6 separate regions of the Mus musculus genome follow, and all the other regions are linked to region 2. Evidence: chromatin contacts called from public Hi-C, HiChIP or PLAC-seq, Micro-C and promoter capture Hi-C data. All regions are on one chromosome and are shown on one strand. The core of a region is the stretch at or near the end of the contact, and the rest is flanking DNA. Distances in the headings are between cores, read along the strand shown. Region 1 has its middle 6.9 kb from the start of Gm51556. Region 2 holds the start of 6430548M08Rik (RIKEN cDNA 6430548M08 gene). Region 3 has its middle 20 kb from the start of Meak7. Region 4 holds the start of Gins2 (GINS complex subunit 2 (Psf2 homolog)). Region 5 holds the start of Gse1 (genetic suppressor element 1, coiled-coil protein). Region 6 overlaps Gm27021 (predicted gene, 27021).

What was found. Promoter capture Hi-C pulls out the DNA fragments that hold promoters and counts their contacts. Hi-C and Micro-C count contacts between places; a contact is called where the count stands out from the background. HiChIP or PLAC-seq counts read pairs in DNA pulled down with a chosen protein or histone mark.
Region 1: a contact with region 2 is called in an H3K27ac HiChIP or PLAC-seq map of double positive thymocytes, with 6 read pairs. The contact joins the enhancer-like site here to the promoter of 6430548M08Rik in region 2. A contact is called at or near these places in 1 of 39 promoter capture datasets (cranial neural crest), 1 of 484 Hi-C or Micro-C datasets (embryonic stem cells) and 5 of 115 datasets of contacts at active chromatin or transcription factors (bone marrow-derived macrophages, double positive thymocytes, memory CD8 T cells and 2 more).
Region 3: a contact with region 2 is called in an H3K4me3 HiChIP or PLAC-seq map of embryonic limb bud, with 4 times the contacts expected there. The contact joins the enhancer-like site here to the promoter of 6430548M08Rik in region 2. A contact is called at or near these places in 4 of 39 promoter capture datasets (the C10 cell line, cranial neural crest, embryonic stem cells and 1 more), 1 of 15 datasets of contacts at CTCF or cohesin (CD8 T cells), 6 of 484 Hi-C or Micro-C datasets (CD4 T cells, Th1 cells, embryonic stem cells and 2 more), 3 of 115 datasets of contacts at active chromatin or transcription factors (embryonic limb bud, stem cell-derived neural progenitor cells and thymic regulatory T cells) and 1 of 9 other capture datasets (liver).
Region 4: a Hi-C map of CD8 T cells shows a contact between it and region 2, with 2.3 times the contacts expected there. The contact joins the promoter of Gins2 here to the promoter of 6430548M08Rik in region 2. A contact is called at or near these places in 13 of 39 promoter capture datasets (the 3T3-L1 cell line, the SN4741 cell line, cranial neural crest and 8 more), 7 of 484 Hi-C or Micro-C datasets (CD4 T cells, CD8 T cells, embryonic stem cells and 2 more), 3 of 115 datasets of contacts at active chromatin or transcription factors (astrocytes, craniofacial prominence and extraembryonic endoderm stem cells) and 2 of 9 other capture datasets (adipose tissue and liver).
Region 5: a contact with region 2 is called in a Micro-C map of embryonic stem cells, with 5 times the contacts expected there. The contact joins the promoter of Gse1 here to the promoter of 6430548M08Rik in region 2. A contact is called at or near these places in 7 of 39 promoter capture datasets (the 3T3-L1 cell line, the C10 cell line, hippocampal neurons and 3 more), 7 of 484 Hi-C or Micro-C datasets (CD8 T cells, the G1E-ER4 cell line, Th1 cells and 3 more), 4 of 115 datasets of contacts at active chromatin or transcription factors (bone marrow-derived macrophages, embryonic stem cells and pancreatic cancer cells) and 1 of 9 other capture datasets (adipose tissue).
Region 6: a contact with region 2 is called in a promoter capture Hi-C map of cranial neural crest. The contact joins the enhancer-like site here to the promoter of 6430548M08Rik in region 2. A contact is called at or near these places in 3 of 39 promoter capture datasets (the 3T3-L1 cell line, cranial neural crest and hippocampal neurons), 2 of 484 Hi-C or Micro-C datasets (the G1E-ER4 cell line and palatal mesenchyme) and 3 of 115 datasets of contacts at active chromatin or transcription factors (astrocytes, embryonic forebrain and large pre-B cells).

Annotation. Positions count from the first base shown.
Region 1 is chr8:120,495,341-120,499,306 of GRCm38.p6, reverse strand. It overlaps a transcript of Gse1 not described here. Among named protein-coding and RNA genes, the nearest start is that of Gm51556, 6.9 kb to the right of the region's middle. Within about 2 kb of position 1,621, at least 102 of the 459 cell types and tissues checked have an H3K27ac peak or open chromatin away from gene starts, as enhancers often do. A contact at or near this core is called in double positive thymocytes, memory CD8 T cells and pancreatic cancer cells, where this site is marked.
Region 2 is chr8:120,111,464-120,115,550 of GRCm38.p6, reverse strand. 6430548M08Rik (RIKEN cDNA 6430548M08 gene) reads right to left here and starts at 1,399. Exons shown (of 13, transcript NM_172286.4): 1 at 1,234-1,399.
Region 3 is chr8:119,795,873-119,800,260 of GRCm38.p6, reverse strand. No RefSeq gene overlaps it. Among named protein-coding and RNA genes, the nearest start is that of Meak7, 20 kb to the right of the region's middle. Within about 2 kb of position 1,895, at least 180 of the 459 cell types and tissues checked have an H3K27ac peak or open chromatin away from gene starts, as enhancers often do. A contact at or near this core is called in CD8 T cells, Th1 cells, embryonic limb bud and 3 more, where this site is marked.
Region 4 is chr8:120,586,507-120,590,511 of GRCm38.p6, reverse strand. Gins2 (GINS complex subunit 2 (Psf2 homolog)) reads left to right here and starts at 1,437. Exons shown (of 5, transcript NM_178856.1): 1 at 1,437-1,586; 2 at 1,673-1,787. The coding sequence starts at 1,497. It overlaps Gm10614 (a long non-coding RNA gene), which reads right to left and starts at 1,335. Exons shown (of 4, transcript XR_003947476.1): 1 at 458-1,335.
Region 5 is chr8:120,535,254-120,539,056 of GRCm38.p6, reverse strand. Gse1 (genetic suppressor element 1, coiled-coil protein) reads right to left here and starts at 1,648. Exons shown (of 16, transcript NM_001145896.1): 1 at 1,495-1,648. The coding sequence starts at 1,501. It overlaps 1700016A09Rik (RIKEN cDNA 1700016A09 gene), which reads left to right and starts at 1,331. Exons shown (of 1, transcript NR_151732.1): 1 at 1,331-2,165. It overlaps Mir7687 (microRNA 7687), which reads right to left and starts at 361; the gene lies at 303-361.
Region 6 is chr8:120,616,227-120,620,378 of GRCm38.p6, reverse strand. All of the region lies in intron 2 of Gm27021 (predicted gene, 27021), which reads left to right. All of the region lies in intron 2 of 1190005I06Rik (RIKEN cDNA 1190005I06 gene), which reads left to right. Among named protein-coding and RNA genes, the nearest start is that of Gm33075, 10 kb to the left of the region's middle. Within about 2 kb of position 2,103, at least 105 of the 459 cell types and tissues checked have an H3K27ac peak or open chromatin away from gene starts, as enhancers often do. A contact at or near this core is called in astrocytes and embryonic forebrain, where this site is marked.

The DNA of each region.
Region 1 (3,966 bases), core at 372-2,871, 380 kb before region 2:
AGGAGGGCCCAGTGGCCCTAACATCAGTTTCCCAGACCCAAAGGTCTTCCTCTGAGGGGACCCTCATCTAGAAATGGGGAGGCATGGCTCTGACTAGCGGCAGGGGCCTCAGACTTCTGCTCCTGTCATTCCAGCGTGAGACACTACTGTGTGTGAGTTGTGAGTCACCAGCCCCACCTACAACCCGAGCAGGGGGAGGGGAGGCTCCCAGAGCTCTGCCCTGTATCTGGGTCAGGAGCCTGGCTGGCCGCTCCAGCCACTGATCAACCCGTGCTCGATTCGGCCATGAATATTCATGAGCTTATCCGATTCCACACTTTCATTTCTGGCCCAAATTAATAATTTACCAGGGAGGTTCATAAAAAATCAGATGTGGCTCATTAGCGGCTCCCCCCAAAGGCATCTAACCGGCCCCTCACTCCAGGGAGGGGCTGCTCTTCCTGTGACCAGAGCTGGGCTCTTGTGTGCAGACCCTCACACCACCTTCAAGGGGCAGCTACACAGGCCCACTGTAAACCCTCAAGGCAGGACTTTCCAGCTTCCACACTGAGATCCAAGACTGCTCTAGGCCCACAACCTAGACTGTCTGGAAACCCCAAAGGCAGGCTCCCTAGAGGACAGAGTCTAGTCCCAGTCCCAGAGGTCAGGCCTCCTACCTGGCTTTCCGAAGAGCTTGCAAGAGACAGGCTGACTATCCTCCCAACTGGCAGCTTCCACATCTCCATCCTATCTTCTCTTCAGCGTGGTTCCCACCCTATCAAGGGATGGATTCCTTCCAGCTGAGCCCAGCCTGGTGGGGCTCCTCCCTCTCTGCTAACGGACTGAGTGTGGCGTGGAAGAGGCCCTGATATCTGAGGCCAGGCCCTGGGAGGCAGGGGGTCATGGGGCCTCTTCTCTGCATAAGCCACCACAGCCCCTGCCATGACATCAGAGGCTGTGAGGAATCCCAGACCACACTGAGAACCCCATGGAAGAGGGTGCTTCATCTGGGACCACTGAGACTGTCGTCGCCTGTAGCCAGAGCCAATGGGGGGACGGGGGAGGGGGAGAAGAGGGCCCTTCACAAGACAAGTGCCCCTCTCATCTTTTAGTTGTGGCTGCAATGTCAGGCACAGAAGGCCCTAGGCCAGCCCACAATGGCACACTGGTGCCATCCTGACCCCATCTGGCGTCCAGTTCCCAGCATCCTGGGGTGGGCTTATGGTCTACACACTCAGCTTCCTCTCAAGTGGTGGTACCCGCCTCCCCCAGCCTCCCAGTGTTGCTGTGTCTGGAGAAGCCCACAAGGGAACTTTCCCAGCAGAGAGGTGGGAGAAGAGAATAGCACCTTGTCTCTGGGCCTCAGAGGATCTGAGATAGAGGAAATAAAGGTGAGGTGAGGTGAGGGGGTGATTCTCTCAGCTCCCCAGAGTGGCAGGAAGTGGTGAGAGCCCCCACCGGGAGCCCCTGGCACACAGCTGTAGGCCTGAGGGCACCTCATCCCCTCCGTGCCTCCCAGGCCTCCGCAGAGAGCTCCATTAAGACCCATGCTGTCTCCCCTTACGCTCTTTCATGTCCCTGCTGCACCCCCCCTTCTCTTGTCAGATAATCACAGAAACCAGCAAACGGTTGACACGGTTTCCAAGACAACAGAAGTTAGGCCCACGAGAGGCCTGGGAGCTAATCCTGAATGAATTACAAGCCAGAGTGACAAGGGGGTGGGCGGCGTTGGGGGCCAGTTCAAAGGAGGCCTGGTCGGAGATGAGGTGCCGTCTGCCTGGGGCTCCATTGCTGCTGGGTGAGGCTGGAGCCTTCAGGGGGGGCAAGAGGCAAAAGCTTTTAGAAGAATCTAGTACCCTATAACCTTCTCCCTGGGGACGATCCAGCCAGAAAAACTTTCTATCCCAGAAGACTTGAGATCTGCTGGTGTGGGCCACAGGCCAGTATGGGTCTCCAGAGTGAACTATTATCGTATCTAGGACTTGTCACTGGTGACCATTTTGAGAGCCTGGGCTCCTTGGCATCCTGCAGGAGTCCATAAGTAATGCCTTCCTTCCAGCACCAACCTGGGGCGGGCCTCTGCTCTGACACCGGCCTGAAGCCACAGTTGAGAACTCATACATACTCCAAGGAGAATGCAGACTTCCTTCCATTCCAGAGCATTTCATCCTTGGTTCCTGCATGTGCACTCACCAATGCTCAGGACAAACAACCTTACATGGTGGCACGGCTGGCCCCGAGTACACATGGGAAACACACAAGGAAACAGAGAGGTTAAGTAACCTGCCCAGAGTAACACATCCAAGAAGGTAGCAGGTACTCAGCCCTGACTCCCACTAGGCTCTGTGCTTAGGCAGCGCTGCAGCGGACTGACCTCGAACAAGCTGCAGACCCTCAGACACCCTCTAACCCCCTACTACCACTCTACCACCCTCCAGTTCCCAAAGGTGCAGAAACAAGGTCACCAGGCAAGACAGCCATGAGTGGACCTCATAGCCCCACGGACGGTCTCCAACTGGCATGGCTCCGCTCCACAGAGCAGCCACCCAGAGCCATGGTGGTCTCCTCTACATGGGTCACCCAGCAGCCAGAGGATCTACGGTAGGGATGGCCTCAGTACGCATGCGCTGCTCTTCACCTGTCCTGCGCCATACTTATCGGCCCCAGTACGCATGCGCTACTCTCCAGCTGTCCGGCTGCATACCTATTTCCCCCCACTCCCCGACAGCCATACCATCCCTGGTGCCTCAGGACCTTCCGATCCCACTACGCTAACATCTTCTCTTTTTTGGGGGAGTGAGGGGGGCTCTAGCCACCCAGTGCCGAATCCTGGCTCTCTACACCCCCATAGATCTCTCGAAACTACAGGTGCCTCTGGACAAGGCAATCCTCTGGGATTTCTCCTCTGTACTTCCATGCACCTGGGCTAGTTGACAGCTCCAAAATTTCGGGTCAACTAGGAAATGATGGCCCACGCCTTTAATCTTAGCCCTCAGGAGGCAGAGGCAGAGGCAGAGGCAGGCAGATCTCTTGAGTTCAAGGCCAGCCTGGTCTACAGAGCGAGTTCTAGGACAATCAGGGGCACAGAGAAACCCTGTCTCGAGAAACCAAAAGCAAATAAATATAGGTAAACAAAAACTAAACAACAAGCCGGGCGTGGTGGCACACGCCTTTAATCCCAGCATTCGGGAGGCAGAGGCAGGCAGATTTCTGAGTTCGAGGCCAAGCCTGGTCTACTAAGTGAGTTCCAGGACAGCCAGGGCTATAAAGAGAAACCCTGTCTCGAAAAACCAAAAAACAAACAAACAAACAAACACACTAAACAACAACAAAAACAAAAAATTTTAGGTGAGGCTGGCAAACTGGCTCAGTGGCTAAGGTGCCTGCTGCCAAGCCTGACAGCCTGGGTTCAATCCCACATGGTGGAAGGTGAGAGCCGACACCCACAAGTGGTCCTCTGACCTCCACGTGTGTGCAGTAGCATGCACACGTCCACAAACACAAAGAAAAACAAACCCCACAACTCTGGGTCCCCCTCAGCTCACAGAACCCAGCTCACTGACATCAGAGGTGTGATGACATTCCCAAGAGTAGTCCCAACGCCCTACTGGCCTCAAAGTCCCTTACCACTCCCACAGATGTCATAGCCTCAAAAGTCTGGCCCAGTACCTGCCCTGCCTCCTTCTGTAGAGCCCAGCCTGGGCCATAAGGACAAGGTCCGGTTCCCCAGCTGCTCCCAAGCCACAGAATGAGACACAGGCCGCATATCATCAGGCTGCTACAAAAAAACTCCACCCCCCCCCCCAACCCTGCCCCCATTGGAACCCTTGACTTCTACAAGAGCCCTGCTGAGTTTTTTGTTTTGTTTTGTTTTTTGGACGGTTCACAGGCTCGGGAGCCTTGCTATAAAAATACCACCAAGGGGAAGGGACTGGGGGTCTCCTCCTAGACACAGCCTCTGCTCCCTGACTCAAACTGAACCTTCCC
Region 2 (4,087 bases), core at 150-2,649:
GCTGGGAGCCCCCTGAGGTGGGTGCTGGGAACTGAACTCTGGAGCTCTCAAAGATCAGAATATGCTCTCAAGGGCTGGCTGAACCGTCTCTTCAGCCCCTTGACGTTTCCTTTTAACTCGATGACTTTCCGCTTGTGAAAGGAAGACGAAGAAGGGAGAAAAGGAAAGAAAGCCGGGGTATTCACATGACTTGCCCACTCAATAGCTCTCTAGGGGCGCAGGGGGTTGGGAGGCTGTCCTCAGAGAAGCTCCCTCAGCGCCATTTGGGGTTATTCTAAAACCACTTACCTTGGAAGAAACAAACATTGCCATGAAGATAGAATGCATTTAGCATCTGCGGAGATAACTCACTTCAATTTCTTTAAGATTTGTGATGCGCGTATACTTGTGACATTCTCAAGAGATAGGAGTCCACTCCACATGAGCTGACACAGACCATCCAAAAGACAACCATCCCAAGAAACTTCTGGATTGCAACAGAGACTGAGCTAGCTCATCATCACCAACCAGAAATCACCAGTGTTTGAGGGGAAAAGAAAATCCCAGGTGTCAACTTTTTCCACGGAGCCCGTCAAAACAGCTTATCTGCCATCTTGGTCCTCAAAGGCCTAAACATCCCTACTTCTGACCACAGTGTGGAAAAGAGGGAAGGGATGCGGCTCACTAATGCCCGAGCCTCTTTGCCCTGTCTTGGGGTTCATGCTGTGTCGCTGTCCTGCTTTCAGGATTTGGGAGGGAGGCAGATCGAAGGGAATGAATCAGAACCTCAGCATCGGGTTACAGGCTGGATCCCAGCTGGGGCGAGGGTAGCCCGGCCTGCCAGCTGCCAGCTCACCTCTACCTCTGACTCACCACCGGGACAGCTCCACGTCGGGGGCCCAGCCCGTGCCAGCGCACCTGCGCCGGCAGAGCCGCGCTCCCGCTCACTCCGTAGGTCGCACCCGTGTGCGGCACTGGACTGGACCGCCGAGCCTGCTTCCTCCTCCCCTTGTCACCTTCCCACGTCTCATCAACCCTGCAACTCCGGGCGAGCGCAGACCCGTGCATGACTGGGTCCGAGTCTTCCCAAATCCTAGAAGCGGCCTCGGGGTCCGAGCCTTCCCAGCCCGCTCCGGCGCGGTCGTGGCCTCTGAGCAGCTCGCGGCCCTCCACTGAGACCAGCAGAATGACAGCCCTGCCCGCCGCACCGGCCGTCCAGCCGACCCGCCCACGCCGCCAGCGACCCCTCCTCACCGGTCCCGGCGCAGCCACGCCGCACAGCCCCTCGCGAGCGCAGCACCGCAGCCCGAGGCCCTCTCGCCGCGGCGGCCCGCGGGACCGGGCAGGGGGGCGGGCAGGACGCCGTCGGGTCTGCAGCTGCCGCGGATGCACCGCGCGACCAGCCGTGCCGGGTCCTTCTGAGGCGCGGCGGAGCGGGCTGTCAGTCAGCGGGAGCGCCCCGCCCCTTTAGGTGCACGTGACGCGCGAGCAGTCGGGCCCTTTGGATGTGTCGCGGAGAGAGTTGTCAGTCAACAGGGGGCGCCACGCCCAGTCCCACCCTCCTCCCCCGCGTGACGTACGAGTTCTCTGGAGCAAGCCGGGAGCCACGCCTCCAGAGCACCACGTGACTCGCGAGCTGTCACTTTTGCTGGGAGCGCCGGGCCTCGCTCAGCTCCTGTACGCAGGCGCGGGAGCGCCCCTTAGTCCCTGCGCCTCCCGACAGCCGCGCGGGTTCGCTCAGGAACAGAGTTCCAGCAGAGGATGACTAGGTCGCGGCGTTTTTGCGCGCAAAAGTGGTTTGGGAGAGGAAGGTGACCCTCGAGGCTGGTCTGGCCTGGGGTAGCAGAGTCCCAGCGTAGGTCCCGTGGACCCACACGCCTTTGAAGGCGCGAGTGGCCAGCTGAGTCCCGTTTGTCTTCCGAAAGGCGTGTCTTTAAGAGGCCAGTAGATTTGGCTCTTTTCATAAATAGGAGTAAGCACAACGTCCAGCCATTCAGCTTCTCCCACATCTCTTCAATAAAGAAATAACAAAGAGGCTGGGGGGTGGAGCTCAGGGGCGGGTCACTGCCTCTGAGTGGTCAAGGTCCTGACTCCCATGCCCAGCACCAGGGAGGAAAAGGAAAACTAAAGAAAACCAAGGCCGAACTTCTGGGATTTTTCTGAAGTCCTGAGGGTTAGGCAGGGGGCTGGAGTTCTGCCAATCAGGAAGATGATATAGATGGTGGTAACCGAGCACCTGCCCTTTGCTGACAACAGATGGGAAGATCTGTCCAACTAAGGCTTCTTGGGAAAGTTTAAGAGAGCCTTAGGAAAGGCTGGGAGCTAAAGTTCTTGGAAAGTTTAGGGACACGTGGCCACCCCAGGAGAAGGTCTCACACCTAGACGTCTGCGTGTGAGAACTTGGTGCCAGCTCTGGAGGGAAAGGGTGGGTGCTAGCCCTCATCCTTGTGTGGACACTAAGGACAGCTGCTCTGAACAGAGTCCAACAGACTATAGATAAGGCTCAGAAAAGTTGTAGAATGTGAGGGGACAGTGCCGGGGCTAAAGGAACCCTCCCCTGTTTCAGAGAAGGAAGATGGCACTAGGTACCAAGTTCTGTAACCCTGACCTCACCTAGACAGCTGTTGGGGAGCACTGAAGACAAATGTAGTCACTAAGGGATCCCATTCCATATTGAGGAACTCTACTTCTCCTCATGAGATTTAGTGGCATTTGCCCTGCCTTCTAATAGGCCTCTGACCTCCTCAGGAAGTTGGACAGAGGCAGATGACATGACATTTAAAAACGAGGAAGAACCTTCTGCAAGCCACAGACAAGTGAACTTGGTGTCAACCTAGGAAGTACTCAGGGTGGATGACTCAGATCATATCGGTGGCCCCTCTGAAAATGAAGCGCTGAGACACGAGACACAAGGAGCTAGATAATGAGGAGGCTGGGCTGTGTCTTGGTAGCTATGTTCTCCGGTGGTCAAGATGTTCCTCTGCAGGTAAACATCCTTGAATGTGCAGATAGGTTGTCCATTTTGTCAGAGACTAAGGTACCATAGGGCTTTCCCAGTTGCCACATGTGGGCATTAACAAAGATCTGCATCTTCAGAAGACCCCCACTTTATCATGCTATCATTTATATTGTGGTGGTGTGCCTCTCTGTGGGCTCTTCAAGAGGATCATGGGTATATCCTAAAAGGGAGATTTGGCCAATCATGATTTGGGAATGGAAAAGAGACATCATACCTTATAATCATAAAATCGGCCCGGCAGAGGTGGTGCACGCCTTTGATCTCTGCTCTTGGGAGGCAGGGGCAGGTGGATCTCTGTGAGTTTGAGTCAAGTTTGAGGACAGCCAATACTAAACAAGGAAACCCTGTCTTGAAAAACCAAAACCAGGGGGCTGGAGAGATGGCTCAGTGGTTAAGAGCACTGACTGCTCTTCCGAAGGTCCTGAGTTCAAATCCCAGCAACCACGTGGTGGCTCACAACCACCTATAACAAGATCCGGCACCCTCTTCTGGAGTGTCTGAAGACAGCTACAGTGTACTTTCATATAATAAATAAATAAATAAATAAATCTTTGAAAAGAAAAGTGTCTGAAGACAGCTACAGTGTACTTTCATATAATAAATAAATAAATAAATCTTTGAAAAGAAAAACCAAAACCAAATAAAAATAAGTAAATACACGGCTACACAGAGAAATCCTGTCTTGTAAAACAAAACAAAACAAAAAAAAAACAAAAAAAGTAAATAATCCTAAGATCTTCCCTTAAAACCACAATGTGGACCCACTTGGACATCCCACTCCAATCTTTCTCTGAAGTATAGCTTTGACTTGCTGAATAGATTTTTACTTAAACTGTCCATGTCTCTTGACTGAATTCTTTCCATTGAGAAGACAAGAGGCTCCCTCTAGAACCTGCAACAATGTCAAAACTTGTTTGCTTTATTTGATGGCTAGTTTACTTTATTTCCTGTTGTGGATATGCAGATAAGGGGCTGTGGTGAGAACGCCATCTCCAAACAAAGGCAGGGTGCCTAACCTTGGCTGCCAGCTCGCTTGGATCGGGGATCAACTAAGAGACCAACTTCTGATCTGGTGTAAGGGTATTATTT
Region 3 (4,388 bases), core at 646-3,145, 320 kb after region 2:
TCAATTTCCATTCCTCTGTTCTATGCTCCCTGGGGTCCAGGGTGAGGGACCATTTCACAGCTGAGCCCGGAGCGGGCTCCCCAAGCAGTCCTTCATTTCTTCCACCTACCAATACCAGAATCAAACTGTTCTATGCTTGAGATACTGGCATGGGAGATGAGGTATTTTCTTCTTTCTCTTCCCCTCCAAGGGTCCTTGGCCAGCACCTGAGCGCCATGGGGGAGGGGCTTAGTGTGGGAACAAGTGTTTACACTAATGAAGAGCAGTTGGTCTGAGAAGACGCAGATGAGAGAAATGACTTTGTGTTTCGTTGGGATGGTGTGATGGCTTGTATACACTTGGCCCAGGGAGTGGTACTATTAGGAGGTGTGGCCTGTTGGAGTAGGTGTGTCACTGTGGGTGTGGCTTTAAGACCCTAATCCTAGCTGCCTGGAAGCTTAAGTATTCTGCTAGCAGCCTTCACATGAAGATGTAGAACTCTCAGCTCCTCCTGCACCATGCTTGCCTGGAAGCTGCCACGCTCCCACCTTGATGATAACGAACTGAGCCACGAAAACTGTAAGTCAGCCCCAATTAAATGTTGTCCTTATAAGAGTTGCCTTGGTCATGGTGTCTGTTCACAAAAGCAAAACCCTAAGACAGGTGGCTATCCCTCCTCCCCATTGCACGTTCCTGTGGCTGTGTGTACCTAGGTCTCCTGTCTGCCTTTCCTCCCTCCCTCCTGCTCTCCCTCCCATGTTTTTCCCTCTCTCTTTCTCTTTTCCTTCTTTCCTCCCTACCCTCCCTGTTTCTCTCTCTCTCTCTCTCTCTCTCTCTCTCTCTCTCTCTCTCTCTCTCACACACACACACACACACACACACACACACACACACACACACAGAGGATTTCTCTGTACAACTCTGGCTGTTCCAGCATTCACTCTGTAGCCTGGCCTCACAGGCTGGTCTCCAACCCAGAGATCCACCTGCCTCTGCTTCCTCAGTACTGGAATTAAAGGCGTGCACCACCACCACCTGGTCTCTCCTAACTTTCAAGATAACCCCAACCTGGGATATTTAAGTGATTGGCATTTCTCCCAAACACCCCTGAATTGTTTAGGCCAGTGGGGAGGGTGTGGGGATCAGGCAGCCAGTGTTCCCACACTGTCCCATTTAGCCAGAACAAGGGGTGAGGGGACAGTGGGGCTCCAGGTTGTGGGAGTCCTATAAAGCTCGAGACAGATATACCCAGCTTTGTCTCTGGGTCCCACATACTCCTGCCAGGCCTTTCACAGATTCTAGAACATTCTCTTCAGCTGCCTGATTCCCTGGGCCCGTTTCCATGGCACTGCATGAAAGCTGAGCGAGCCTGGATGTTGTTTTCCTTGGGGTGTCTGGAGCCCCGCCCCCTTAGCCCCGCCCCCATCCTGTCTGACTTGGAGAGCCTGGGATTGCTTTCGTGCTTTTATTAGGTCCTGAGCAGATGCTTACAGGAGGGTCCTGACCGCTTCTGCCTGGGAGCTGGGCTGAGAGTGTGGGGGGCTGAGTGCCGCTGAGCCAAGAACAGAGGGAAATGAAATGCCTGCCGAGAGCAGGTCGGTGAGCAAGATGTCAGGGCAGCCACAGTGCCAGGGGCCTCAGGTGGAGGGAAGAGCTCACCCTAACTCCCTAACTTCCCTAATTCTGGGGGTTTCAGACCTGGCCTGTGGATGCTATGCCCAGAGTCAACTTGACAATGCCATCAAAGCCCAAAAATTGGCAGCCATGTGAACTCCAGCCCCCACCTTCACTGACAGTCTGCAGGTGCCTGCCCCCGGCTGCCTGAGGGTCCTCTGTGCCTCTGAGCTGCAGCTGAGGAGTCAGATCTCCATTGGATGAGGGCAGCAATAGCCTCCCCTGTCATGGCTGCCTAGCAACGTGAAGAGGCGGGACTTCCGCTTGATTTTTGGGGTGTCACGTGGGTTTAGTGGCAGAGGGGAAGCATTCTACAGAAGAGGAGGAGCCTGAGGCACGGAGAGCTGGGAGTGGGGTTTGAACATGGATCTGCTGGATCAGCAAGTGTTCTGGTCCATTTCTCCTCCCCACCCCTGCCTCCTCCTCCTTCTGTGATCTCTGCAACTGTCCGTTAAGGAACATTCCAGAACATTCCCCAACTGTTTCAGTTCGACAGGTGGAGATGCTCAGGTCGCCGTGGTCTCCAGAGCGAGGCGCTTGCTCTCCATGTCAGATTCCCTGCTTTCTCTGCCCAGGTCTACAATATAGAAAAAAGTTGCCACTGCTCAGGGCCAGAGTGGTGATCTCTGCTCTCACAGACAGGGCATCCCTGTCGCACCCCAGTCACCTTGTTACAGACACGAGCTTCCTCAACAGGCTCCGACTTGCACAGAGAAGCCTGGGAAGTAGAGACAGGAGCATCAGCCTGCTCTGGGCTCCTTCACATCTCCCTCGCTGCCTGGATCGAGTTGATGCTTTCGTCCACACAGGTCTCTGCCATGTCAGATACCTCATCACTAAGAGTTTTCCAGACCCTCTTCTAGAACATCACCTGTGCCCTACTGCAGACTCGGCACCCAGTTGTTTATTATTTTGAGCCTGGGTCTCATGTCAAGGACCCTGTCGCTGGTATTGAGGATAACTCAGGCATGGGGCGAGAACTCCATTAAAACTTGTGGAGTGTAAGGTCATAGCTCTGTGTGTGCCATTCCCCCTTGTCTCTATCTCTCTTTGCTTGTCATAGAAAGTGACCTGCAGCTAATGTGGTGGCACATGCCCATGACCCCAACACTTGGGAAACTGAGGCAGGAAGATAGCAGTTTACATTTTAGCTTGGGCTACATAGTGATAACCTGCTGGTGAGATGGTTCATTAGGTAAAGGTGCCTGGTGAGCCTGGCGGCCCAAGTTTGACCCCTGGAAGCCACGTAAAGGTGGAAGGAGAGAACTGAATCCACAAAGTTATCCTCCGACCTCGGTGCACATCCTGGGAGATCCACACTGTACCCAAGCATCACATATGCATGCAATAATAACAAAGTGAACCAGAGGTCTGGATGCATTTGTGAGTGTCTGGCACTCCTGGCATCTGATGGGCATCTATAGTGCACAGAGCGACCCCTGTCAACTGTGCCAGCTGTCAATGTTCTCTATGGTGGCAGCTCATGGAGTAAGTGTGTCACCTGCTTATATTACCTACCGATGAATGTTCTCATCCTAGCACACTGTGGTCTGAGGAGCAACTCTGTAGACAGCTATGCCTTGGTGCACTCGGGCAGGGTGGCCCTTCTGACACACAGAGAGAGCAAGGATCCTGTCAGATCACCCCAAATGGGTCATACCAGAGACTAGACAAGTACAGGTTTCTCCCACATGTGCTGAGCCAAGGCTGGAATGGTCAGTAGTGTTAGGAGAGCCACCCAGGGAACTTGGGGCCTTGTACTAAGAACAGACACATAAACCCCTCCCAAATAACCCAGCCCAGAGGTCTGTGTGTGTTCCAGCCTTCTCTGTCTGCCGCCTGATAGCTCAGGGCCTGACCAGTTCCTTTGCTGCCCGGTGTTCACCCATCTCCACATCTCTGTCAGTGTAATAAAATTGACAATATCACCTCTGCTCAGAGAGAGACTCCTAGCAGAGTAAATGAGCACCTGCCCTGTACTGTGGCCTGGATGAGTGAACACTGCCTGCCCAGCCCTGAGGCCTGTAGGGCACCCCTAGGCTTGGGCTACTGTCCAGTCTTGCTTTCCGGAGCCTTTCACTGGTTTATAGTGCGGAAAGCTGGAGCCACCGGCAGTGCCGTGGAGGGAAACCTGGGCCTTCCTCTTACTCTGTGTGCTTTAACTGCCTCCCCCATCTGGATCACTGCTCTGTCACAGGAGACAGGCAGGGGGGGGGGTGGGGTGGAACCTGGAGGATTAGGTGCCAGAAGGACAATTGTCCTCAAGGGACCTGGGAGGTGATTCCGATTCCTCCCACCTGGAAAGCAGATGGCTTAGAGCGAAATCAGGTTCGTTCTCTCTCTCTCTCTCTCTCTCTCTCTCTCTTTCTCTCTCTCTCTCCTTTCTTTCTTACTTTGTTTCTTTCTTCCCTCCTTTCTTTCTTCTTTCTTTTCTTTGTTTCTTTGTTACTTTCTTTCTTTGTCACTTATTTTCTTCCTTTCTTGTTTTCTTTCTGTGCTGGGAATGGAGTCCTCAGATAGATATGCCAGACACAATACCTTTATTCCCAGACCCGAGTTTGTTGTTGTTTGGTTTTTGGGACAAGGGACAATCCAATGAGATTGTCCTTTGCAATGAGACTTTTTTACATAAAAGTCAGGGAACTAGGGATAGGTTGTGTTGGTTTCTGCAAAGGCTCACCTGATGTCACTCATTATTTATACAACACAAAACCGAAACCTGAAAGGGAAGGTGG
Region 4 (4,005 bases), core at 188-2,687, 470 kb before region 2:
CATGGAAGTGTAAGCCGAATAAACCCTTTCCTCCCCAACTTGCTTCTTGGCCATGATGTTTGTGCAGGAATAGAAACCCTGACTAAGACAGGGGGTAACCCCTCTATTAGAGTACGCCCCTATCCTTGCATATCTTTATTTTTGAGATAGGAAATGCTGAGTGACTCAGGCTGTCCCTAGCTGGTGATCCTTCTTGCTTCCACCTATGGAATACTAAGATTACACCTCACCTCAGCGCCCAGTGGTGAGGGTTTCACACTCAGATCCAGCCCCTCTTGTCCTTACCAGTTGTAGGTGACCTATTCCTCCCCAGGAGCTACCCTGGTCTGCTGGCACCCTGCCAGAGTCACCCTGATTATAATGCCTATTAATAGTTCAGCTGTCCTCACAAGACTCCTGATTCAAAATGCCCCTGTGGGGCCATATTAATGCAAGGACTCTAGGGCTGTTGGCTTACCAAGGCACTCTGTACAGAAGGCTTGAGGGCATCAGGCTCCAGGGTATAGCTCAGTGGAAGAGGCTGTGCTTATCATTTTTGAGGACCGGGGTTCCATCTTCACAATTGCAATAACAACAATAATAAAAGAATGATAATACGTGTGCAAACTTGTCCCTGTAGTCTCACCTGAGGTTTGGTTTGCCAAAGTTCTGATTCTGGGCTCTGTCTCGAAGGATCTGCATGGAGCAGATAGGGGAGGCGCATTTTCATTGCTTTTAAACCATCTGTAGAAAGGGCAAAGACTAAAATTAAAGGGAAAACACTTCCTTCGATATGGCGTCTGTGTGGACCAGCCAGCCATGTCCGGGGACCCGGAGCTGACTTTGAGATGAATGCGTTTATTCCTGGATCTGTGTTTCGCGCAGGTGAAAACTCGGCTCCAAACCTTTACCCTCAAAGAGTGGAATCAGGCGAGGGACTCAGCCTGCTGCAGGACGCAAAGGAGCAAGAAGCCATAAGTACACAGCCTCCAGCTCGTGGACAGAAGGGGGCGGGCGCAGGAGGGGCGAGGCCGAACGAAGGAGGGGCGGGAGCAAGAGGCGGGGCTGTACAGACCCGACCCAAACGAGGTAGGTGCGGGGCCGTGAGCGTGGTAGGCGGGCAAGAGGCGGAGTCGAGGCAGACCCGGAGACCAATGAAAAAAAGCGGACGGGCCAGAGGCGGGGCCTAGAGAGGGTAGTGACGTAGTAGGGCGGGGCCGTCAGGGCTGTAACTCGCTGGATCAGGATTCAGGAAGCGTGGAGCCCAAGTACTGGAAAGGGCATCGGTAGGCCTTAGAGGGGCGGGGCCGGCGTACAGCTCCGCCTACAGACCAATCCGCGAGTTTGTACTAGCTGTGACTTGGAGGCTGCGAAGAGAGCAACGTCTCTATAGGGCCGCCGCAGGACGTCTTCCGTTCGAGGGGCGGGCCCCGCGCGGTGGCGGGAAAGAAGTGCCTGAGGCGCTGCCTCTGAGTCGCGGAGGGGCGGTAACGGGCCTGGGCCGCCTACTCTTCAACATGGATGCGGCCGAGGTGGAGTTTTTGGCCGAAAAGGAGTTGGTGACTATCATCCCGAACTTCAGTCTGGACAAGATCTACCTGATCGGGGTGAGCCAGGGCGGTACGGGGCGGCGGCCTGGGATCATGCTCGGGTCACCGCTCCTTTCCACCTGGGGTCTGCGTTGTCCTTGCAGGGGGACCTGGGGCCCTTCAACCCCGGCTTACCCGTGGACGTGCCCCTGTGGCTGGCCATTAACCTGAAACAGAGACAGAAGTGCCGCCTGTTACCTCCGGAATGGATGGATGTGGGTGAGCATTCCCGGGCCCGGGTGGGCGGGCTTGTACGGGGAGGGGGCTGTAGTGATGGCGCACGCCTGTAGTCCCAGCACTCTTTAGAGGCGGTAGAGGCAGGAAGATCTCTGAGTTTGAAGCCAGCTTGGTCCACAGAGGGAGGTGCAGGACAAACAGCCAGGACTACACAGTGAAACCCTGTCTGGGGGTGGGGTGGTGTCCTAGTCAGGGTTTCTATTCCTGCACAAACATCATGACCAACAAGCAAGTTGGGGAGGAAACGGTTTATTTGGCTTACACTTCCATCACCAAGGAAGTCAGGACTGGAACTCAAGCAGGTCAGGAAGCAGGAGCTGATGCAGAGGCCATGGAGGGATGTTCTTGACTGGCTTGCCTCCCCTGGTTTGCTCAGCCTGCTCTCTTATAGAACCCAGGATTATCAGCCCAGAGATGGCACCACCCACAAGGGGCCTTTCCCCCTTGATCACTAATTGAGAAAATGCCTTACAGCTGGATCTCATGGAGGCATGTCCTCAAGGGAGGCTCCTTTCTCTGTGATAACTCCAGCTGTGTCAAGTTGACACAAAACTAGCCAGTACAGGTAGGGATTGGGGAACAGAGATGCAACCTTAAACAAGTTTTGTTTTTGTTTGTCTTTTTTTGTTTCTCTGTGTAGCCCTGGCTGTCCTGGAACTCACTCTGTAGACCAGGCTGGCCTCGAACTCAGAAATCCGCCTGCCTCTGCCTCCCAAGTGCTGGGATTAAAGGCGTGCGCCACCACTGTCTGGTGACTCTGATAGTCTTGAAACTGGGACCCCAGTTTCTGTGCCTTGAGGGGCATCTTTAGCACCCCTGTCCCCCAAAGCCTGAGTCCATTTCCCAGTGTCTGCTGGCCAGGGTTGGGGAGCAGGGGAACAGACTTCTATTGCCTTTGCTACATGGAGAGGAGCAGTCAGGAGTGCAGGAGGCCTCTCTGTCCTGGGATCTGAGGTCAACAGAATGCTGTCGTGTGCCATGCGGCTCTGTCTTCTGGAAATGTGTGGTTTGCAGTTGGCCTGTGGTCACGTGGCCATCACCTTGTTATCCTAGGTTTTCTCTTGCATGAGTATTCTGCATCTACTTACCCATCCTGTGAATGGGTATTTAGGTTACTGCCCATTTTGAAATATTTTTTTTTATTTTTGTACGTAAGGGTGTTGTATGTATGTATGCATGTACGCCACTTGGCGCACAGTGCCTTCAAAGGCCAGAAGAGGCTCTCTGGATCCCCTGGAACTGGGGTTACAGGTAGGTAGTTGCTGCCACATGAGTGCTGGGACCCAAATCCAGGCCCTCTGACAGAGATACAATTACTCTTAACGGCTGAGCCATCTCTCCAGCCCCGTTTCCCAGTCTTAAAAGTCATTATTGTGTCCGTGTGTCTGCACATGTGCCGTGTGTGGCGCAGGGGTGAGCAGAGGACAGCGTGTTAAAGAGTGGGGTTCTGGCCTTCCACAGTGTCTAGCTTCATCAGGCTTGGTGACAGTCACCTTTATCTATGGAGCCATCTCCCCAGTCCCCAGGTCACGTCTCATTTTGTACCGTTGTGTGAGCCTTTCTGTAGATCGGTGTTTCCCTTTGGTTGGTTGAGACGGGGCCTCATGCAGCCCAGGCTGCTGCCTGCTTGCTGCGTAGCTGACACAGGGCTTCACCTGATGACCCTCCTGCCTCCACTAGCCCTCTTGCTGGGTGACAGGTGTCTGCGCTCTGCCTCCTGGCTTGGTTTTCCTTAGGATAACCAACAGATACCTCCTGTTGGGGACCTGTTGGGCTAGAGGACAGATGATTCTTAAGTTATAAGCGGCTGCCAGACAGTCCTGCTGAGTGTTGAAAGGTCCGAATCCCACAGAACTGTCGAGGAGGTCACATTGTCCCACATCCTGGCCAGAGGTTTGGCCTTGCCGGTGGAGGGGCCTCACCTACGGAGCTCTGGACCCCGGCGCTGACAGGTCGTGGAGAATTGGCTTCAGGCATGAGTAGAAGGCAGGCAGCTAGGTCAGAAGAAAGTCCATAGGTAGTGGTGACAGCTCTTCCTGAGACATGTCTGTAAAGCTTTGATATGAATGCCCCCCACATTGTTTGTATGCCACATACACATGCTTATTGGCCACGGGCAATACCAGCACCTGGTCAAATTGTAAGATTAAAAATGTTTTCTCAGCCGGGCGTGGTGGCGCATGCCTTTAATCCCAGCACT
Region 5 (3,803 bases), core at 399-2,898, 420 kb before region 2:
TCCCCCCAAGCCTCCTCCGCTCCAGCTGCCAAACCAGGCGACAAAAGCCAACCTTGTACCAAGCCATCAAGGCGCACACACACACACACACACACACACACACACACACACACACACCCCAGGAGGTGGTCAGGCGTGACCCGGTGGCTGTGAGAAGTGTTGAGCAAGCGGCTTCGGCACAGCGAGCCCCATCGAGGGAGGCTGCCAGCAACCCTGTTCCGGTCCACCCGGTGGGGCGTGACACCCAGCATAGCAGATGACACACGCTGCCAGTCGGAGCCTGTGCCCCGGCCCCCCTCACCTGTGGCGGGGCGACTGAGTGGCTGAGTCAGACACAGCCTGCGCCTCAGGTTCCCCGCCTGCGGGTGGGGGCGGCTGTAAACACAGGCTAAGCAACACTTAAGTAGCCAAGCTTAAGTAACACGGACGCCCAGGGAAGGCTGCTCGCCAGGGGGGCCTTGTCTTCCTCGGGAAGAGGGGGTAAACCAGTCTCAGACTGAGACACTGCCAAGCGGCCAGCCAAGACCTCCTGCCTCTTTGTCCCCCAGTGCTGGGAATCGGCTTAGGCCCGATGCTCCCTCCTAGAGCGAGGCTGCGCCTTTTGTTCCGGTCCTCTTTACAAAAGGATCTTGTATTTTGGTTTGTTTTTTTCCCCCCTTCCATTTGGTGGTCTCGCTTGTTTTCAAACCCCAACCTGTGTGGGCCCCAACCGCGACAGATAAGGCACCGCAGGGGTCTAGTAAGGGTTTAGAGTGCTTTAAATGCATGGAAGACAAAGGCTGGTTTGCACCAAACCGACCCAACTCGAGCTGGCACCCCCACCACGGGTGGCAGGTGCGCGGGGGCGCCCCTTGCTCGCTCCCGGCTCCGATGCCCAGACCTGCGGCCCCAAGCCTGCTCCTCGCAGTCCTATTCGGCCCCCGCCACCTCCCGGCGCTCGGAGAGGCGGGCAGCGGGGAGGGCAGCCCAGCTCCCGCTCCGCCTCCAAGAAGGGAATTTAATTAGCCTGCCGGAGAGGCGGCGGGCGACGAGGTGTCTCTGGTGCTGCAATATAATTGAATCGGCTCCACTCGGGCGGGCCACTCGCCGTCAGCGCGGCCGCGGGGGGCGGGGAGGCGCATCCAGGCGGAGCGGGAAGGGCTGGGCGGGGGGTTCGGAGGCCCCTTGGACTGCCACCCCAGGTAAAGCACCCCCCCCCCCATCCAACCACCTGCCTGGGCGCCCCCGCCCCATCCAAAGTTTTGCTACAACCCCGAGCCCCGGAGCCGCCCCCGCGCACTTCCCCGCGCACTTCCGCGGCAGCAGAGCCGGCTGAGCCCAGCGCGCGCGCGCGCAGCCGCGAGTGTGGCTTCAGGTCGGCCGCGCGCCCCGCGCTTCTCGTCCCTCACACCCGCGGGACCTGGCACCGGCCGTTGGCGCCCCTCCCGAGCCCACAAACTTGGGGAGAGGAAGAACGAGGGAACCCCCGCCACCATCCCCCACCCGCGCGCTCACCTTTCATGCCAGGGCCCCGCTGCTCCACCGCTCCTGACACATGCCGGAGCCACCGTCGCCCGGGTTTGTCTGAACTGCTTATCTCACCCGGGGCTGTGCGGCGGCGGCTCCGCCGCTCGGGGAGGTGGAGCTTCCGGGGCCTGGGCCAAGAAACACCTGCTGCTGTCGCCGCTGAGGACACACCCAAGCGCAACGCCGCCCACTCCCCGGCCCCGGCTCGCTCCCGGCGCCCTGACCTCAGCCGGCGGGAGGTGTCGGGTTTCAGCCGCAAGCGCACGCGCGCGCACCGACAGACCGCCCGGAGCACCCAGCGCGGTCACAACCCGCCGGGTAGGTGCCGCCCCCCGCGCTCCTGGCGACCCTGGCTGTCCGGACAGTCCAGGGGGATCTCTCAGAGGCCTCGCGGGCCACTCATCTCCAAGAGTAGGGAGGAGTGGCTTACAACACGCCTGCCATATCCGAGCCTCATAGCCGCCTCCCCAAGCGCCTGGAACAGTGCCTGGCACCTGGCCACCCACTAAGAGAGGGGAGGGATAGGCCTTTCCTTGTGCTGAGTGGAGGGGACCACACAATATAGGCCGTTGGCCTCTCTCGATCTCCAAGATGCCTGATCTATTACCACAACTTTAAAGGACTTAATGTTAAGAGCTCGGGCCACGAGCCTCTGTCCCAAAGTTTTGCAAAGTCTCCATCTCGCTTTAAGGAATTTTTGAGAAGGCCAAACGGCGGGGGCTCTAGTTCTTTAAAGAGCCCATGTTCGAGAAGTCCACGGAGGCGCCGCTGCGCCAGGGGCATCATTAAGTAGCTGGGGTTGCGGTCAGAGGCGAGGCCGCCGCCTCCAGAAACTGGCACAACCCACCGCGCCACCGGCCCCAGCGCACCGCCTTCCCACTCTTGGCACCCCCACCCACCCTACCTCACCCAGGCACTTCACGGGGATGACTCAGGGAGCGTCCTGAAATTCCTCGGCACCCACAGGCGGCGCGGAGAGGGACTGTGGGCCCCAGCGTCCCCGCCCACAACGCGACCGATCCCTAGAAACACCCCCTTCCCGCCACCCGGGAAGCGCGAGGTTACAGCGCGAGCCAGGCAGCCGGGGACCCTCGGCCGGACCCAGCGCGCAGAGAGCAGCCATCGAGGTGGCAAGGTCGTCGCGAGGTCCCGGGGTCTCCCCCGCCCGGCCTTTCTACACAGCTCTCTTAATGATCCTCCACTTTCAGACTTTCAAGCCCGGAGGCCACCGCACCGGGGGGGTTGGGGGGGGAACCTCAGCGCCGCTGCGGGTCTCAACTTTCCACCGCGGTGCCAGCCCCAAACCTGCCCCGGGACATGCCCGCGCAGTGCTCCGCAGGCGCGCGCTGCCTCCCCCGCCTTCCTCCCTCCCGCGCCAGCCGGGACAGCGCCGGGAGCGAGCGCGGGCGCCAGCACCCCCCGTCCATCTGTTCCCGATGACGCCGGCGGCGGGCAGCGCTCGGGGCCCGCGCCAGCAGAAGCCGCCGATGCCGCGGGGCGGGGGCGCACGCCGGGCCAGTCTTGCACAAGCCCCTGGCCGACCACAAACGACAAGGGAAACGGGCGGGCGAGGGAGGGCGGAGTTGCTGCTCCTACCTGCGGCCACCGGGTCCCTGGCCCCACACACGCGCTGCGCGGCCTTTGGTCCACGCGTTAGTTCGCGTCGCCCGGGGCAGCGTGGCCTCCGCAAGTTTACGACGCTGGAGACCAGGAGGATGCGCCGGGCTCCCCAGGAGTGGGGGCGGGGAGAGGCGCCTTTACCCGTCGGGAATCGCACGCGGGAGGGGGGAGGGGGGACAGGGAGGTGTCAGGAGAAACAACTGGCCTCGAGCCGTAAAAACAAAATGAAAAACCTCCCGGGCTGGTCCAACCCCTTTCCCACCTGGATTACTGGCTTGGGGGGGTGGGGAGGGGACAACATGTAAATGAGCAGCTCGCACCTGGCCGCGCTGCCTGCGGGCCAGGTTCCCCAGGTAACAACACCAGGCTCTTCCTCCAAATCTTGTCGCACCTTTCTCCCTAGGGTATCTAGAAGGCCAAGTTCAGTCACCTGTTTGGTGAGAACTAGGCAGGCCATCCTATAAATTTGTGGGTGACCACTATGAGCTACCACCTGTTTTGCTTTTTTTTTTTTTTTTAAGAAGCTGGCTGCTCTCCCCCACCCCACCCCAATACAAGGCAGCTCCGCTGAAACCGTACCCCCAACCGGGGTTTCAAATGAGGTACCTGCCCAGAAAGTAGTCAAGGTTGCAAGCCTGCAGGTGAGCCAGGCATCCTCCCCCAGCTTCTCAAACCAG
Region 6 (4,152 bases), core at 854-3,353, 500 kb before region 2:
CACAGGCTCCTCCCAGTGCGAGCTCCAGCCGCAGGCCCCTGACGCAAGCAGGAGCTTTCCCCTTAATTGAAAAGAGATTTTAAACCATCTCTGTTGGGCCCAGGCCACTATAAAGAGGTAAAAACGGCCAGAGCCATCACCACATCTGTAGGGACATAGGCTTTCGCGACGGTTGGTGTTATAAACAGAAAGTGAAGGAAAATGAACAGCGGCTAGATGTCCTGAGAGAGTCTTAGCATTTTGTCTGCTCAGCCCCTGGTTCCTACCCCAGGGCCTTTGCTAAGGCAGTGGCTGCCCCAGAACCCTTCTCTGTCCCTTCTGCTGCTTTGATTGGCCCCCTCAAGCCACCCATAGTCTGTTGTTTGCCCTTGTTCCTCTTGTGACCAAGCCAGACTCATGACTGTGTCTCCAGGAGCCAACATCAGACCCATGTGACCACACTGTATCTCGGTGTGGTGGCTCTCCTAGCAAAGTGTTCAAATGGGGTCTGTCTTGTCCCCACACAGACCCTGTAATCTTTGTGGTTCCTTTGCTGGGAAGAGTGATCTCAGAGCCCCCTAAAGAGACGGCAGTTGTTGTTGTTGTTGTTGTTATTTTGTTTTGTTTTTCTCTTTTGTGTAAAGGGAGCGCGCCCAGGACAGAAGCTCGCTGCTTTTATTCTGATGCAGGCAGGGCCTGACATGATTACCCAACTGGTACAAAGAGGAAGCATGTGACAGGGCTTGGGGAACATCCAGGGTTGGAAAAAACAGGCAGGAGGTCGGGGAGGTTTGTGGAATATTGACTAGCTCCCTCTGATAGAGAAACATGTCTCACTCTGTTTCTGTTGCTGGAACCTGGAGCAGGAGGCAGGGCAGGCACAGGGACCAGGCAGAGCAGCACCTGTGGAGTCATTTTGATCTCAGTTTCCCATGCCCAGCGCCTGGTGCACTGCCTGGTACCCAATGGATGCACAATGAATGCCTGTTGTCCGAGTCTGAGCTCCTCCAGGGCCAGGGCTGGGGTTGTTTATTCCTTTACCCAGAAGTGGGTCACAGAAGCCTGATACAACAAGTAGGCAGCCCTGGCCAAGATGGGCTTCGTTCCCAAGTCCAGGGCCATCTAACAAGAGAGAAGGTAGCTCATGCTGAGCCTGAGCCCCGCCCCCCCCACCCCCCTGAGTGCAGGTGTTCACCACCACACCCTTTTTTTTTTTTTTTTTTTTTGGTTTTTCGAGACAGGGTTTCTCTGTATAGCCCTGGCTATCCTGGAACTCACTTTGTAGACCAGGCTGGCCTCGAACTCAGAAATCTGCCTGCCTCTGCCTCCTGAGTGCTGGGATTAAAGGTGTGAGCCACCACGCCTGGCTTTTTTTTTTTTTTTTTTTTTTTAATGTGGTGCTGGGTATGGAACCCAAGATTTTGTGTATGCTGGGCAAGCTCTATCTTCTAAGCTAACCTGCCAGCTAGCACCCACCCCAGCTGTATGCAGAGATCGTGGAGCCCCTGACGGGCACGTGGGTGCTCTTCATACCAGGTGCCTCTTATTGGTTGGATTGTTAAGGAAATGCTAAAATTGAGCCAGCTGGTATTCCTGGGAGGTGCATTAAAAGATACTCAGCAGAGTGACCTGAGATGATAGAATTAATGACAGGCAGTGTAGCCCAGTGGTTTCCCAACCTCCCTAAAGCTGCAACTCTTTTAATATGTCGTGGTGAACACCCCCCCCCCCACACACACACACATACAACCATAAACCAAGCGGCAACCATTTTGTTGCTACTTCATAGCTATGATTTTGTTACTGCTATGAATTGTAATGTAAAAATATCTATGTTTTCCAACGGTCTTAGGCGAACCCCTGTGTTTATGGGGGTTGCACAGGTTGAGAACAGTGGGTCTAGCCCCTCTGTGGGGTCATTATGTATCCCCAGCAGGACAGAGAACAGGCTGAAACAGTTGAGACCACTGCCTAGGCAGATTGACTTTCGGCTTTCCGACTGGCTCACCCGGGTCCTGGGCTCAGCAGGTTGGAGCCTTTTGTGTGTGAGAGTTGCTTTGTTGGAGGAAGACAATGGGCCGGCTCCCAATAGAGCCAGAGTGCTGTTTGATAAAGCACCAGTAGAGGGAGCCCGTGAGCCATAATGCCGGCTCAGGGACAGAACTTTGAGTCTTTTGGGAGGGGAGGCCTGGGGAAGGCTGAGAGGGAACCTTGGATCCTGGGGTGTCCTAGGTGGAGTCTAGATGTGGGGTCATGGGCATGAGTTCACTTGGCCCTGAGCTTTAGGGCTAAGAAATGAGAAATGGGGTCCGAAGCAGGAAGGGTTAGAGCCACAGGAACGATAGGTTGCTATAGGACGTGCCATTCACATATGTATCATTTCAATAATCTGGGTTTTTTTTATTATTTTTATTTTTCTAAATTTATTTTATGTCTATGAGTACACGGTAGCTGTCTTCAGATACACCAGAAGAGGGCATCAGATCCCATTACAGATGGTTGTGAGCCACCATGTGGTTGCTGGGAACTCAGGACCTCTGGAAGAGCAGTCGATGCTCTTAACTGCTGAGCCATCTCCCCAGCCCCTAAGCTCTGTTTTTTATAGCCAGGGAGATCGAGGCTCAGAGAGACAAGCCACCCATTTCTACAGTCACCCTAGGTCAGGAGTTCCCAACCCTGGCTGTTATAATCTCCAGGAAGCTCGACAGACAGCCCCTGTCACGGAAATGGAGACTCCCCGGTAACTGCTAAATCTCCCAGGGTGAAACCCCAAAAGAGCCAGGAGGAAGAAAGCTGGGTGTGGTGGGGTGCTGGGGCACACCTGCAATCCTGGCACTTGGAAGTTGCATGTAGGAGGCCAGTGTTGGCGATGGGAAGCCCTGGCTCAACATCAGAAGAAACCTCTCAGAGAATTCCTACAGGTGGCTGTGGGGTTATTACAGCCACATCCAGAGCTTAGCTTAGCCCATCCTTGGCTCGCTGTGAATCACCGTGTCTGAGTTCAGCTTCTCTGAAGGTGACTTAGCCTGGATCTGTGGAGTCTGGTTTGCCTACAATAGAGACTGAGGTACCACAGAAAAGAAAGCTCAAGGTGGCGGGGGGGGGGGGGGGGGGGAGGGCAGGAGGGAGCCCAGCCCTTGGCACAGCCCCAGAAGACCTCCTGCACAGGCTCCAGGCCCACCCTACGCCTGGGTCCCTAGCCTGTGCCCTGCCTCACTTGTTCCCCTGGAAACAGGCTTCTAATAGCCTGAGGCAGGCAGGGAATTGACAGATGACAGCTCTAGTCCCCAGGGTGGCTAGCATTTGTTTTTTAATCTTTACTGTTGCCTAATCCTCCTGAGAGCTTTGCTTCTGCCCAGAGGCTGTGAGGCTGTGAGAATGTGCCTAGGGACCTGCCCTCCCCTCTCCCTTCCTTCCCACTCATCTCTTCTCCCAGTCTCCCTCCCTATTCCCTACTTAAACCCCTCTCCTCCTCCCTCCTCCCGCTTTCCTCCTCCCTCCCTGCCTTTTCCTCTTCCTCCATCCTCCCTCTCCGCCTTTCTCCTGGCTCCCTGAGCCCCAGATACTGTCAGCTTAAGCTTCAGGCTCTGTCCCCAAGCTGACCCTTCACTACTGTGTCAGATTCGGTGGGGGGATGGGGAGAGGAAGGGGCATTAGTGTGGGGAGGGGGGGGACCTCTATCATTGTGGGGTAAATTTCTCACTCTATTTTTGAGACAGGGTTTTTCTTTGTAGTCCTAGCTGTCCTGAAATTCACTCTGTACACCAGGCTGGCCTTAAACTCACAGAGTTCTACCTACCTCTGCCTCCCAAGTGCTGGATTAAAGGCATATGCTGCCACCACCAACGCGTGTGTGTATGTGTGTGAGTGTGTGTGTGTGTGTGTGTGTGTGTTTGAGTGTATGTGTGTGTGTATGGGTGTGTGTATGTGTGTGTGCATCCAATGGTGTTTTCTCCTTGTGTATATGTCTGTGTGAGGATGTTGGATCCTGGGATTACAGACAGTTGGGAGCTGGGAATTGAACTGAACCCAGGTCCTCTCTGAAAGATCAGTCCATGCTCTTAGCCCCTGAGCCATCTCTCCAGCCCAGCATCTCCCTGTCGCTGCCATGTGACTACGTGACAATGTGCACACAGTATGAACACGTGGTACTGACTGACATGTGATGATACT